2 separate regions of the Gossypium arboreum genome follow, and region 1 is linked to region 2. A link is a contact called in public Hi-C data. All regions are on one chromosome and are shown on one strand. Each heading gives the region's core, a stretch centred on a gene start, on an enhancer-like site or on the middle of the called end of the contact. The rest is flanking DNA. Distances are from core to core; before and after follow the strand shown. Region 1 holds the start of LOC108450009 (ISWI chromatin-remodeling complex ATPase CHR11). Region 2 has its middle 11 kb from the start of LOC128283287.

What was found. A called contact is a pair of places that touch in the nucleus more often than the background predicts.
Region 1: a Hi-C map of leaf shows a contact between it and region 2, with 3 times the contacts expected there. The contact joins the promoter of LOC108450009 here to the enhancer-like site in region 2. A contact is called at or near these places in 2 of 5 Hi-C or Micro-C datasets (both in leaf).

What each region holds. Positions count from the first base shown.
Region 1 is chr10:102,592,534-102,598,751 of ASM2569848v2, reverse strand. It overlaps LOC108450009 (ISWI chromatin-remodeling complex ATPase CHR11), which reads right to left and starts at 4,287. Exons shown (of 25, transcript XM_017747427.2): 1 at 3,768-4,287; 2 at 3,427-3,558; 3 at 3,242-3,348; 4 at 2,920-3,026; 5 at 2,735-2,832; 6 at 2,428-2,607; 7 at 2,137-2,358; 8 at 1,635-1,769; 9 at 1,261-1,543; 10 at 1,113-1,186; 11 at 731-951; 12 at 574-661; 13 at 391-484; 14 at 110-298; 1 more. The coding sequence starts at 3,956.
Region 2 is chr10:102,221,400-102,227,873 of ASM2569848v2, reverse strand. No RefSeq gene overlaps it. Among protein-coding and RNA genes, the nearest start is that of LOC128283287, 11 kb to the right of the region's middle. Within about 2 kb of position 3,548, at least 1 of the 2 cell types and tissues checked has an H3K27ac peak or open chromatin away from gene starts, as enhancers often do. A contact at or near this core is called in leaf, where this site is marked.

The DNA of each region.
Region 1 (6,218 bases), core at 3,038-5,537, 370 kb before region 2:
ACAATTCAGCAGCTACATAAACAGAAAAATGTCAGCACTCTAAAAATATGATTGTTTATATAGGAGAGTGAACTCCTAAACAAACAAAACAAGAGTTAGATAGCCATACTATCATCCATCTTAAATTTAATTGCATCCTCAGTAAATTTCTTCATTTTGGCATCAAGTTCAGCAGTTGCTGCTTCTCCTTTGGCAATGATTCTGTCAATGTCTTCATCAGTGATTGTGCTATCCTTGGAACTGAAGACCATTTCAGCACCAAACCTCACCATTTGAAGCAACTCATCCTTGTTAACAGCTGAAAGAAACGAAGACATTGAAATGTTACAATACACTCCTACAGAATTATTGCATCATGCAAAACAATTGCACTGCATAAAAACTTCTTACTCTTCTGCTCTGCTAATCGTCCTTGTTGGATAACCAGAGCATCTAGGGCAAGCTTTTTATAAGCCCTCTCAATCACCTTTTCCTCAATAGTATACTGTTTCATAATAACCAAACAAATGAGTCTATCCTTAGCATATGCTAAACTTCCAAACTAGCATACAAAGACAATTTTCAAATTTAGACCTCTGTGCAAAAGCGGAACACTTGAACTTCTTTCTTTTGACCAATCCTATGAGCACGATCTTGTGCTTGCAAATCAACTTGTGGGTTCCTGCAAGATCCCCCTATTATCATAGATCCAACGAGTAAACAAAGTAATAAAAAATAGGTAGATCCTTACCAGTCACTATCGTAAAGAATGACAACATCTGCTGTAGCAAGGTTAATACCAAGGCCTCCAGCTCTAGTTGATAACAAGAAAACAAATTTCTCACTTCCAGGCTTATTAAAGGATTCAATGGACGCATCACGATCTTCTCCACCTGTATTACCATCAATCCGGCAATACAGGTACCCGCGAAACATCAAATAATCTTCAAGAATATCCAGCAGCCTTGTCATCTGAATTCAATAAATTCCCACATATAAAGATGTAAATGCTGTAAACAAACTAAAATTAGAAGAATAATGTATGGAATACATACAGAGGTGATGACACATTCACATTCAGTGCAGAGGCATCAATAAACATATAGATAATTTTAGACAACCCTCAAAATTACCTGTGAAAATATCAGAACTCGAGAATCACGTTCCTTCAGCTTTGGAAGTAACTTGTCCAAGAGAACCATTTTGCCTGGAAATAAACCGGGAAGGTCAGTTCTCATTCAATACCAATAAAAGCCTATATCACCTGGGAAGTAAACTTACCGGCATTGGTTATAAGATGGTCCCCTGTAGTATATGGAGGTCCAGGTTCAGCACCTTGGAAAAGATATGGGTGATTACAGCATTTGCGCAGCTGCATTGCAATGTTCAGAAGACGCTTACGCTCTCCACCAGCATTAACAACTTCAAGATCTTTTTGCAACAAAGCCCTATAGTACTGTTTCTGCATCTGGGACATTCCTACTTTCAGGATAGTTTCCTTCTTGGGAGGCAAACCTTTTTCAACATCTGATTTCAATCTACGAAGGAGAAATGGACGAAGAACCTAAGGATGCAGAGACAAAAAAAAGGTATGACTTATTCGTTCAAACCCACAGGCCTGGCACAAAGAAAGGCAATTTTTCATTTTAACATGCCTTGTGAAGTTGTTGAACGACTTCCTGCTGATCATTTTCACCAGAAATCTGGAACCACTCATCAAAGGTTTCAGCTGAACTAAAAATCTCCGGCAATAAAAAGTTAAGAAGAGACCAAAGCTCATGGAGATTATTCTGCAAAAAAGAAATCAAAAGATACCAAGATTATTACATGTACTGACCAATGAAGTGTTAAAATGATTCAAGTACAAGAAATCAACAAGACAAGAAAAAACAGTCACTATTGATCAGGCTAATATGAATAACAAATGAAGTACAAAACAGATAAAAAAAAATATTAGCAAAATCATTTCAGGTGGAACCTAAAAAGGACCCAACCAAGAAAAAGGGATACATGCTAGACCAACTTTTCAACTGAAATGCAAGTCAAGAACATTAAATAGCATAGGCATTTATGGTGAAGTAAGCAGACGCCAAGACTGGAAGTAGACATATAAAACTCAGTAAGTACTTCCATATCAAAGAACATTTGGATGCATACCTGAAGTGGAGTACCCGTAATAAGAAGACGGTAATTAGTATTGTAGAGTCTCATTGTTTTTGAAAGGAGTGAATTCTCATTCTTGATTCGATGGGCTTCATCAATAATTATATAGCGCCAACTAAAACGACGCAAGGCAGACTTCTCCTTGATGGCCATTTCAAAACTTGTGACACAGACATCAAACTTCCCAGCAACCAGTAACTCCTCACGGATGTATCTCTGTAGAAATTAAAAGGCATCAAGAATCATGTATAGAGTAAACGGTAAAGCATGCATCAAGCAACTTACTCGTTCCTCAGGATTCCCAAGAAACTTTACAGCTCGCAAGACTGGGCAAAACCGACGAATTTCATTCATCCAGTTACCAAGAGTTGATTTTGGAGCAACAACCATATGAGGGCCAGTAATCCCACGGTATTCATGCAGATAGCCCATTAAGGAAATGGTTTGCAAAGTTTTTCCCAATCCCTGCATTCAAACATTTAGTGAACAAACATCAGCCAGTGACATTGCTGCTTGTTCTGACCGTAGAATCGAGACTTGATAATGAACTTAAAAAGTAAACAATCTATAAAGTCACAGCTACACCACATACCATTTCATCTGCTAGAATTCCGTTGATACCATTCTCATACAGTCGTATAAGCCAATTTAAACCAGCAAGTTGGTAGTCCCTCATCTTTCCCTGAATACCTAGAGATACAGAGATGGAGAAATGAAAAAAGTTGAACTGATTTCTCCAACTGATAGGTCTAGGTGAGCAAGAGAGAAAGAACTTACAAGAAGGCTGAGCCACCAATCTAGTATTTCCAGACAAACCATCTTCTTCCTCCTTCAAACACTCTTCATCTTCTTCCTCTTCAGTTACTTTTGAAGCATGACGGCCCCTACATTAAACAATTGGTGGAAACCATTACTAGAGAATGTCTAAGTCAAAACAACTTTAATATAAAGTAGTTCCAAAAAAAAAAAAACAATGAAAATCATCAAAGCCAAATGATAAAAAAAAAAATGCATTGTTTACAACCAGCAATATCATAAAAACAACACAAAAAAGGATAAATCGCGGATTTCAACATATTTTGCAGTATATATTCTGTACCTTCCTTTCACCTTCTTTTGTGATGAAGATTGGTCACCTTTAGCAAAATGAGCAAACAACTCGGTTTGCTGCAAAAGATACTTCAAACGCCCCTTCCCCCTATTATTCTGCCACAAATCAAGCATTACAGAACCATCAATTATACTTAAAATAACTGAATGTGAACTTTTCTATAGAATACACACCATATCGGCATCAATGGCAGCATTCTGAGCGTCCAATATTTCCTGAACCTTCTGCTTCTTTAGCTTCTGCATTTCTTTTAACCTTTCCTTTTCACGCTTACTAACTTCTGGATCATCACCGTTAGACTCGTCCTACAAAAAAAAAAATCATTTAGATAGGAACATTAAAGTTGAAATTAAGCTTCCCTAGGAGCATAATTCATTCTAGAGTGTACAAACTAAAAGTTTAAAAGTAAAGTTTTTCAATCATTAGCAAACCCTAACTATAAACAACAACCAAAAGGAAAAAATTTTGAAAGCAAGATAAAGAAGTTGATAAGAGGGGGCAAATAGTAAAAGACCTCATCGGCGATTTCTTCAGGGACGGGTTCATCGTCTTCGTCGGAAGCGGCGTCGGAGCATGCAACGGCTTCGAGCTCTTCGTCGTCGTCGTCTTCCTCCATCCGGTCGTTGATTCGCTCATCTTCAGAAGAATTGGAGCCGTTGGATAGGACTTCATCAGACGACGCCGGCTTCGACGATTTCGCCATCACTTTGACAGATCGAGGGTTTCTTCTTTCTCTTTGTCTTCTATTTTTCGTTCAGTGAAAGAAAAAAAAAGAGTGACTGTATAAAAGGCCGAATATTTATTTGTAAGGGAAGTTATGGGGTGCAAAATAAAATTGAGAGTGAAATAAAGTTGGTAAATTTGTGGCCGTTGGATTTGGAGATGGGGAGATTTAATGCTTTGAAGTGGATTGAGTGTCAATTGAGGAATTTCCCGCCAATTAGAGAAACCACGATTTCCCGCCTACTTAACCCGCTGGCTGCCTACCTCAGGCCTCAGCGTCGTCGTTCTCGGAGTTGGCAAAGTTCCAACCCTTCAATTCACCGATTTGAGTTGCCATGTTAAAGTTTTTTCAAAATCGATTTATTAAAATTCAATTTAATTTGGATTGAATTTTAAAAGTTGAATAGAATTAGTTGAATTAAATTTTCATAATAATTTTCTTTTAATAGTTTTCAATAAGATTTAAAATTCTAAATTGCAATTCATTTCATGAACATTTTTACATGAACACCATGATTGAAGATTACAAAGACAATATTCTTTCTTTAAAGGAGAACATAGTATGTTGATACAAGGCCCAATAAAGGAGGATATAGTGGTGAATCAGTGACGGTCGGTTCACCTAGAAAGGAGAAGAGTAAAAAAGAAACAAGAGAATAGATTAACTAAGGTGAAAGATGAGAGGTTTGCTCAAAGTAACTTGAGGGTTTCAAAAGGTCAATCTTTTTTTTCATCGTTGTAAGGGTATTTATAGGTAAGGTACTCATGTCCACAAGTGTGACGTGGCAGGATAAATACTCAATCCTACAAGATGCGTAAAAGATATTTATGGGCGTGAAGGGTGTGCACCGTAGGGCCCATCTTATTATGTACTCGATTAATACAATGAACTTATGCCTAAACAAGCTCCTTATTGAATTAAGAGTGTGTTCACACCTAAAAGCAGGTGGTATTGATGATGAAAAGGTGTTACAACTCCCCAAGTTTAGGTGGGTGGCCAACTAAGATACTATCTTAAATGGAGTAAAAAAGGAAGTCAACTTTTTTGCCACGCTGACACGTGTCTATGTAGCGAAGGGGTATAACAATAGTCCTCTAGTCGAACAAGAGGTTATACAATGGCCTTTCTTGAGATATTCATCTATGTAACTTTTTAAAGAAGATGAAAAATGCTTCCCCTTACCGTGGAAAGCGAAGAGTTATTGCATCTATTGTAGAAGTTTCATCATAAATTTGATTATGTTTAGGGAGAAGTGACCATGATGAAAGATGTTTGACACGGTACATGGCTAGATGCCATTGGCCATGGCCTTCGAGCCCAAAACGGTGCCTTTATGAAATCTTGTTAGAAAAATCTATAAATTTGGGTTCCAATCATCTATGAAGCCATTAATGTTTTCTTGAATTCTTACATTTTCTTAATTTTTCTTTAGTTGTTGCCAACTTCAAAGTTTAAGGGTTTTCCATATGTTTTGCTTTCAACTTTTCGTTTGTTCTTTTGCCATTTTTGCCACAAGAATCTACAATGGCTAGGGGTCAAAGGTTTATAAGAGAGAGAAGGTCTACAATGAGCTAACCATCACCTCCACAGCCAAGGGACAGGTTTTCTGCCACCTAAGATAAGCGATTGTGATGGGTACAACCTCAAAAAGGGAAAACTCATTTGTGAAATGAGCCTTGGATGAATAGAATGCTATTGGTCAATTTGAATGCACCACCATTAAACAACAAATGTAAAGGGTGTTGAGGTATAGAGTGTCACACCCGGCTTCCACTGAAACTGGAAATTAAGAAATAATTAAGGGGTTACATTAAAAGAAGCCATAAGTTGGCGATCTCTACTGGAAAATCAAGAGAAGATAGTAACCAATTTAGGACTTGGTTAAAATCTAATGCTAGTTTGGTTGGATTCAAACCAGTTGTTTCTTTAATGGGAGACACCATGATTATCAATGGATGGATTTTACACGATTAAAGGTTATAGAAGAAGGGTTATAAATAGCTAAGAGGTGACTTCCAAAAGAGGATTCATCTTGATTCTGTTTCATTTTTCTCCCTATCTTCATCTTCTTCCTTAGATGCTTCGAGGAAGTGATAGTTATAAAAAGCTCTACACGAAGCAATGATCGTGATGAATTACTTAGAGAAGTAGAAAATCCAAGGAGTTAGTAAGGTTCTAAGCCCTTTGGTGTACATAAGATTTAGAAAACAAAGTTAAGGGTTATTAGAACCATTTTAGGGG
Region 2 (6,474 bases), core at 2,299-4,798:
TCTTAATGAATTTTCATTCTTTCTTCATGGATAGTTGATCTACGCTTTTGTGTCACAGGACTAAAACTTCAGTCTCACAATCCGTATGGCCTTAAGCGATTCATTAGGTTCAAATCCGCCTAAGTCAATCTAACTCTCACAAAATGAGAATCCTTGATAGAAATTCTCCGAGACATTCGAAATTAAAGCAGAAGTAACTCAAAACAAAAGAGCAGAAAATGCCTCAAGAAAGCAAAGCACATCAAGTGTTTGAGTAAATACTCTCAAGGTATTCTATTACTCTAGAAAGAATTCTAAGAATGAGACGATTACAAATAAGGGGGAAGACCTCTATTTATAGTTGAGCTCCCCAAAACCAACGGTACAGATTCAGTTACATCGACGATCAAGATAAGAGCTTACCTACAATTGTGATTCTTAAGAGATTTACGTAATCCTTTAATATTACAAAATTAAATCTTCTAAGATATCACATCTTCTGAGATAAGTTTTCATATTTGCCATGGCAACCCTAATTTTCCTTAAGCTTCACTGGGCTACCAAGGCTTCAAGTAGATAGGTTTCTCCACATGTTTCACAAATCGGGTCAGTTCAAGTGGGTCAAATGAACCCCATTTAGTCAATTGACCTCCATGAGATGCTCTTTGTGCATTTGGCGCAGGTTTTGATCTACGTCTTGTGACACTTGCATGTCGATATTTTGTTTTTAATATTTTAATAACAAAATTAAATAAATGATATTTTATAATTGGTATGATATTTTAAAAACTAATATTGTTAAATTTTAATATTGTATAATATTATTTTATATTTAATAGTAGTACAATATTATTTCTAATACTGAATAATATCATTAACTAAAACCTTTATGTTAATATTTTTAAAAAAAATTAAGAAAACACATCTTCCATTATGTCCAAATTTTACAAAGAAAGTTAAATTATACTCCAAATTTAGCACTTTTGTATATTTGAAATTTAACCCATTACTTTTATTTTAAGGAATTCATGTACTTTTCATATTTGAAAATATAAATTCAATTGTTAATATTATAATTTTTTATTAAATTCATGTTATTACAACATTATTCTTTTTGTCACATGGTTAGCATATAAGTTTCTTTTAACTTTAAAATATCACATTAACAAATTTAATAAAAAAATTAATAATATTAACAATTAAAAATAAATTTTGAAAACTAAAAGATAAAAATATAAAATCCTTAAAATAAAAATAAAAAGATCAAAATTTAAATCTACGAAAATATATAAATTTGGAGTATAGTTTAACCAAAAGAAAAATATCAGTTTTTTTTTTACATATTCTAAAACATTTTTTATTATTATAAAGAATTGGAAATCAAGTCGACCTTAAAAGCAAAACAATCAAGAAAGAAGGAAAGAGAAGCTAAAGCTTCAGCTAGAAACAGATGAGCCTCCATTTCATTCACCATTATTGATTTAAAAACCTGCCAGTAAGAAAAATCACTTTGGTTGAAGCTTAACTCAGACAGCATTGGCTCTTCACATTTAATAAATATGTTTTGGTTTTTTATTTATAATTTATTTATGCTTTTTAGATTTTTTAAAAATCATTTTATTATTTTTATCCAAAATGAAATTTTTAAAAATATTTTTAATTTTAAAATTTTTAGAACTAGAATTAAATTGATAAATTTTGTAAATATTTAGGTATAAATTTATTAAATTTTTAGAATTAGAACTAAATGACAAATTTTGTAAATATTGAGAGCTAAATTTGTTGACCTTTTAGATTTAAAATCAAATTGAAAAATGTATAAACATTGAAGGGCTAAATTTGTTACTATGTCAATAAAAAGGACTCATGTTAGCTTCCTGGTTTAAGTATTTAACGATAGATGACTAAAATTTTAAAATTTAAAAATGTTAGTGATGAAATTAAAAGTTTTTTAAAGTTGAGTGATGAAAATATAACCTACCCAAAAGTTGAGTGACCAAGTAGTTTACCCTAAATTCTTTTAGATGTGTGAGTTTTTTAGGAGTTTTGTCTAATTTAAAAGAAATAGTTAAAGAAATGTCAAATTATTTTTTACCACATATAGTTATATTGTTTTTTAAATATGATTTTTTTTATATTTTTCAATTGAATTAGTACCCATCTAACTAGTAACGAAATCTTGAGAGTTTTATTACTAAAGTAGATATAAATTCATATAAAATAAATGTTTGAGTTGATGTAAAAAGTGGTAAATATTAAATTACTGAAAACAGAACAAGAGGTGAATTTGCTAGGTTGGCAGTGTGTGTCAATTTGACTAAGTCTTTGGTATTGAAGATCAGTGTGGAAAACCATATGCAAAGGGTGGAGTATGAACTCTCCCATACATTTGCTACAATTGTGGACACTATGGACATACAAGGGAGAGATTTATAGCCACGGCAACGGATAAAATGGCGACTACTAGACAAGAGGTGTTGAATGAACCATAACCAACAATATAACAGCGTGTAGAGGAGGAGGATTTTGGTTCATGGATGGTGGTGGAGAAACGTGGAAGACAACCGGCAAGGAGGAATGCAAAGTTTGTAAGCAGGAGTCTCGCCATAAATTCTAAAAATTCAAAATTTGACATTTCAATAGGGATGAGTAAAACTCAATTCGATTAAAAAATTAAAAAAAATAGAATTTCGAGTTAATCGAATCAAGTTGTTCGAATTATTCAAGTAAACTGAATAAGTAATTTGAGTTTTGAGTTCGATTTAAGTTGAATTTTACATTTCAAATAATTCGAATAACTTATTGGTATAAATATTCTTTTGGTCCCTATCAAGTTTGAAAATGAACAAATTGGTCTCTCTCAACAAAAATTACAAAATTATTCAAAATAATTTTCAAAAATTCAAAATAATTTTAAAATTCAAAATATTTATAAAAATCCCAAAATTCATATTTTTTAAATTATAAAATTTTTAAAAATTCTAAAAATATATAAAGAAAGTTAAAAATTATTATTTTTAGAATAATAATTTTGGGGACTTAAAAGTTAATTAATGGTTTAAGTTTATCATACTAAAATATTTTTTCAACTATTTTGCTTTGAAAAAGTTTTCAAATATATATAGTTTCAAATTTATGTGCTCTAATATGAAATTAGTTATACATTTTAATTTGACATGGTTAATTTTTTAATTTAACTCGAATAATTCCACTCAATTCGACTCGATTTGAATTTCATCTCACTTGAATTGATTCAAAAAAATTTCAAATCTAGTTAGGATGATAAAATAGGACTCATCAACTCGAAATATTCTCACTCGATTCGACCGAACGCTGACACCTATATACTAACAAATTTGGATGATGAAAATCCCACTAATTTAGGGACACACAGCAATAAAGGAGAGAATCGGGGAAGGCCAGCTCTGGGTTAAATCTGAAACATAAGGATGTTGCAGCGAATAATAATGGACCGAGAAGGGATACGGGAAAAGTGTTGTTGGGAGTGTTAATGGTTGGGCTGCAAATGGGTCCACAAGGAATGCCGGCCATTCGTCTTTGTATGGACCAATGGAATACAATAATAAAAATGGAGTGAGCTTAGCAAGATAGGACATAATGCTGAATAAGGTGGGGCCAAGTAAGCCCAAAAGTCAAGCTCCAAGCTTGGAAGGCTTCATTGCTACACTGATACAAACAAAATTAAACCCCAAGAATCATGTTGTTATTTCAGTAGAGGGAAATTCAAAAATGGCGATTCAAGAGGCTTTGAGGCCAGATGCGATTAATGGGGATATGGCTACTGACTTGGATGGCAGTGTAGCGTCCAGATGGGTCAATCAAAAATCAGTATAGTCGAAGGATGTTAGGAAGGACATCCTGTGTCGGAGAGTTTGAATTAAAGACTACAGGAATTGCGCATTACCAATGGGTGTAGCTATCGAGGGTATCCTTAATAGGCTGGAACAACAAGAAGATAGCTTGGATGATGCTATGGGTGCTGATAGATGATGAAGTTTCCAGTGAAACCAAGTCCATGGTGGAGATCCATGATTAAGGAAGGAGCAGTAGTGATTTTTTTATGGACAGTAATATCGTTTTTTGGAATTGTCAGGGTGCTGGTCATCCGAGGTTTGATCGTATTGTGAAGGAATATATTCGTGAGAATAAACAGTGAATTATGACGTTGGTGAAGACAAGGCTGAGAGAAGAAAAAGTAGACAAGGTCATCGCTAAACTGGGGTTTCCTTTTTCTCGTAGAATTAAAGAGAATAGTTCATCTTACTCGTCTGTATTTGGTCAACTACTAACGACTTGAAAACAAAAGATTTCATATTCGACTATACAAAGCCTTGCACACATAAAAGCTTTCACTAATGTGATTTAATAATTGTAGTATCAAAATGCAGATAAACGTTTGACCTCTTGGCGGATTATCCTTGTGAATTCTATCTTTACTAGTTGTCTTTGTGACCCACATGCATCTACTTCCTTAAAAAGAAATCCTTCCGGATTCTTACTTTAGAACTTATGAAAGAAAACTCATAGATAACTCCCATAGCTCATCTTGTACCAATAAATCCCGATAACCAATTAAGATAAATCTTGACGAACAATTGTTGTTGCAGACTGCTATTAATAGCTTATCCTAACAAACTCAGATTCGTAGTACAATCAATGAGGATTCTTGCTTCAGACTCAAGTATGCAAAACATATTGACAGTTTCATAAAGAAGATCCCCGTTACGGACTAATAAAGAAGATCTATTCTTCTCAATCCAATAGACAAACCTAGCGGACCGTCGTATCTTGCCTCTATCTCACAATAACATATAACCCATTCATAGTGGTCCACCCTTAAAAACATATCACATGTAGGCGGATTCTTAAGAGTGAATCCTCTATTGGCGGAATCATACATGCAAGACTATCCTGACAAACTGTCATATATTTCATATATGGACTCGCATAAGTAGATATCTCATACCTTTAGATTCGCACATAGTAATATATTACAAGTAAACGATCTTATTCTTGGCGACTTATGAAGCTTGTGAAGACATAGATGCAAACAGATATATAAAGATTCACGTACATGACTTTATCTCGCGGACCTCCACTGAATCTTACCATGGCCATTGACTTGCCTTCAATCATACGGCTTAAAGCTTCCGATGTAGCGACCTTATAGTTAGGGGTGTCGAAAAGTGTATTCTCGGGACTCCGTTCCCATAAATGAAACTCGTAAATATTTATTACAAATATTTACGAAGTTAGTTGTATAGTTAATTTGATTTTGGTTAAGTGAATTTGCATGAATTATAAGTTGTTTAAGTGTAGAGATTAAATTGTATAAGTATTAGAAGTATAATTATAGATTAAAATTAATAGAGGGACTAAAATGGTAAATCTGCATTTGCCTTGTGGTGGACGGCATTAGGAATATATATATTATATACATGTTATAATATTTAATAAGTTAAATATTTAATGTATGTGTATATGTTTTATAATATAATAATAATGATATAAGAAAGTAGTAAAATAAAATATATGGAATAATATGAAACATTCGATGCAAATTAAAGAAAAGAAAAAGAAAGATAGAAAAGGGAGAAGTAGTTGCCCCAAGGACTTTTAGGCTAAAATTCAAAATTGGTTAGTCAATTCAGTCTATTTCCTTGTAATTTTTATATTTTTGGAATCCTAGTGTTTAGAACTACTTGACCCATGTCAAAATTTTAATATTGATTAAGATTTTAGATATTGTTATTGTCGAATAGTTTTAGTATTAGTGATTTAATTGATAGATTTTAAGTTAGAAATGGAAAATGATTAAATTGTATAACAAATTTTAAATTTTGAATAATAGGGACTAAATTGTGAAAATTTTGAAATTTAGGGATATAACTGAAAATAGAGAGTTAAATTTAGTTTAAAGTGAAATGAGCATGAAAACATAAAGTTAATTGTGAAGAATAAAAATTAGACTCGGTTTAGGGATTAAATTGGAATTTAAGCAAATATTGAGTAAAAATTTAAATATTCAATGTGAAATTGAATTGTGTTGTATTGATGTATTTTAATTATTTTAATTCCGTAGCTAATGTCATACCGAAATCCTCAACTAAAAAGGGGAAAGATAAAATCGAAGTTGAATAGCTCAGAATACACGGTTTGTATTTCCATAATTAGAACCTAGTTGTTAATTGTTGTATTTTAATTTAATACATATGGTAAGTGGTTGACGTGAGTATTTTGACACTTTAATAGTGAATTAAATTTATAGTTGATTGAAATGGATTGAATTGGTATATACATTATGAATGTATTGATTATTTGAATTGAAATGAAATGGATTGATTTTATATATTATGAAATATATCGATTATAAATATATGTGTATTGAGAAAAATGTGATTATTATCAAATTGAATATATGCTTATATGTGCTGATACATATTCATGAAATTGAGGAATTGGTTGTATTGAAAA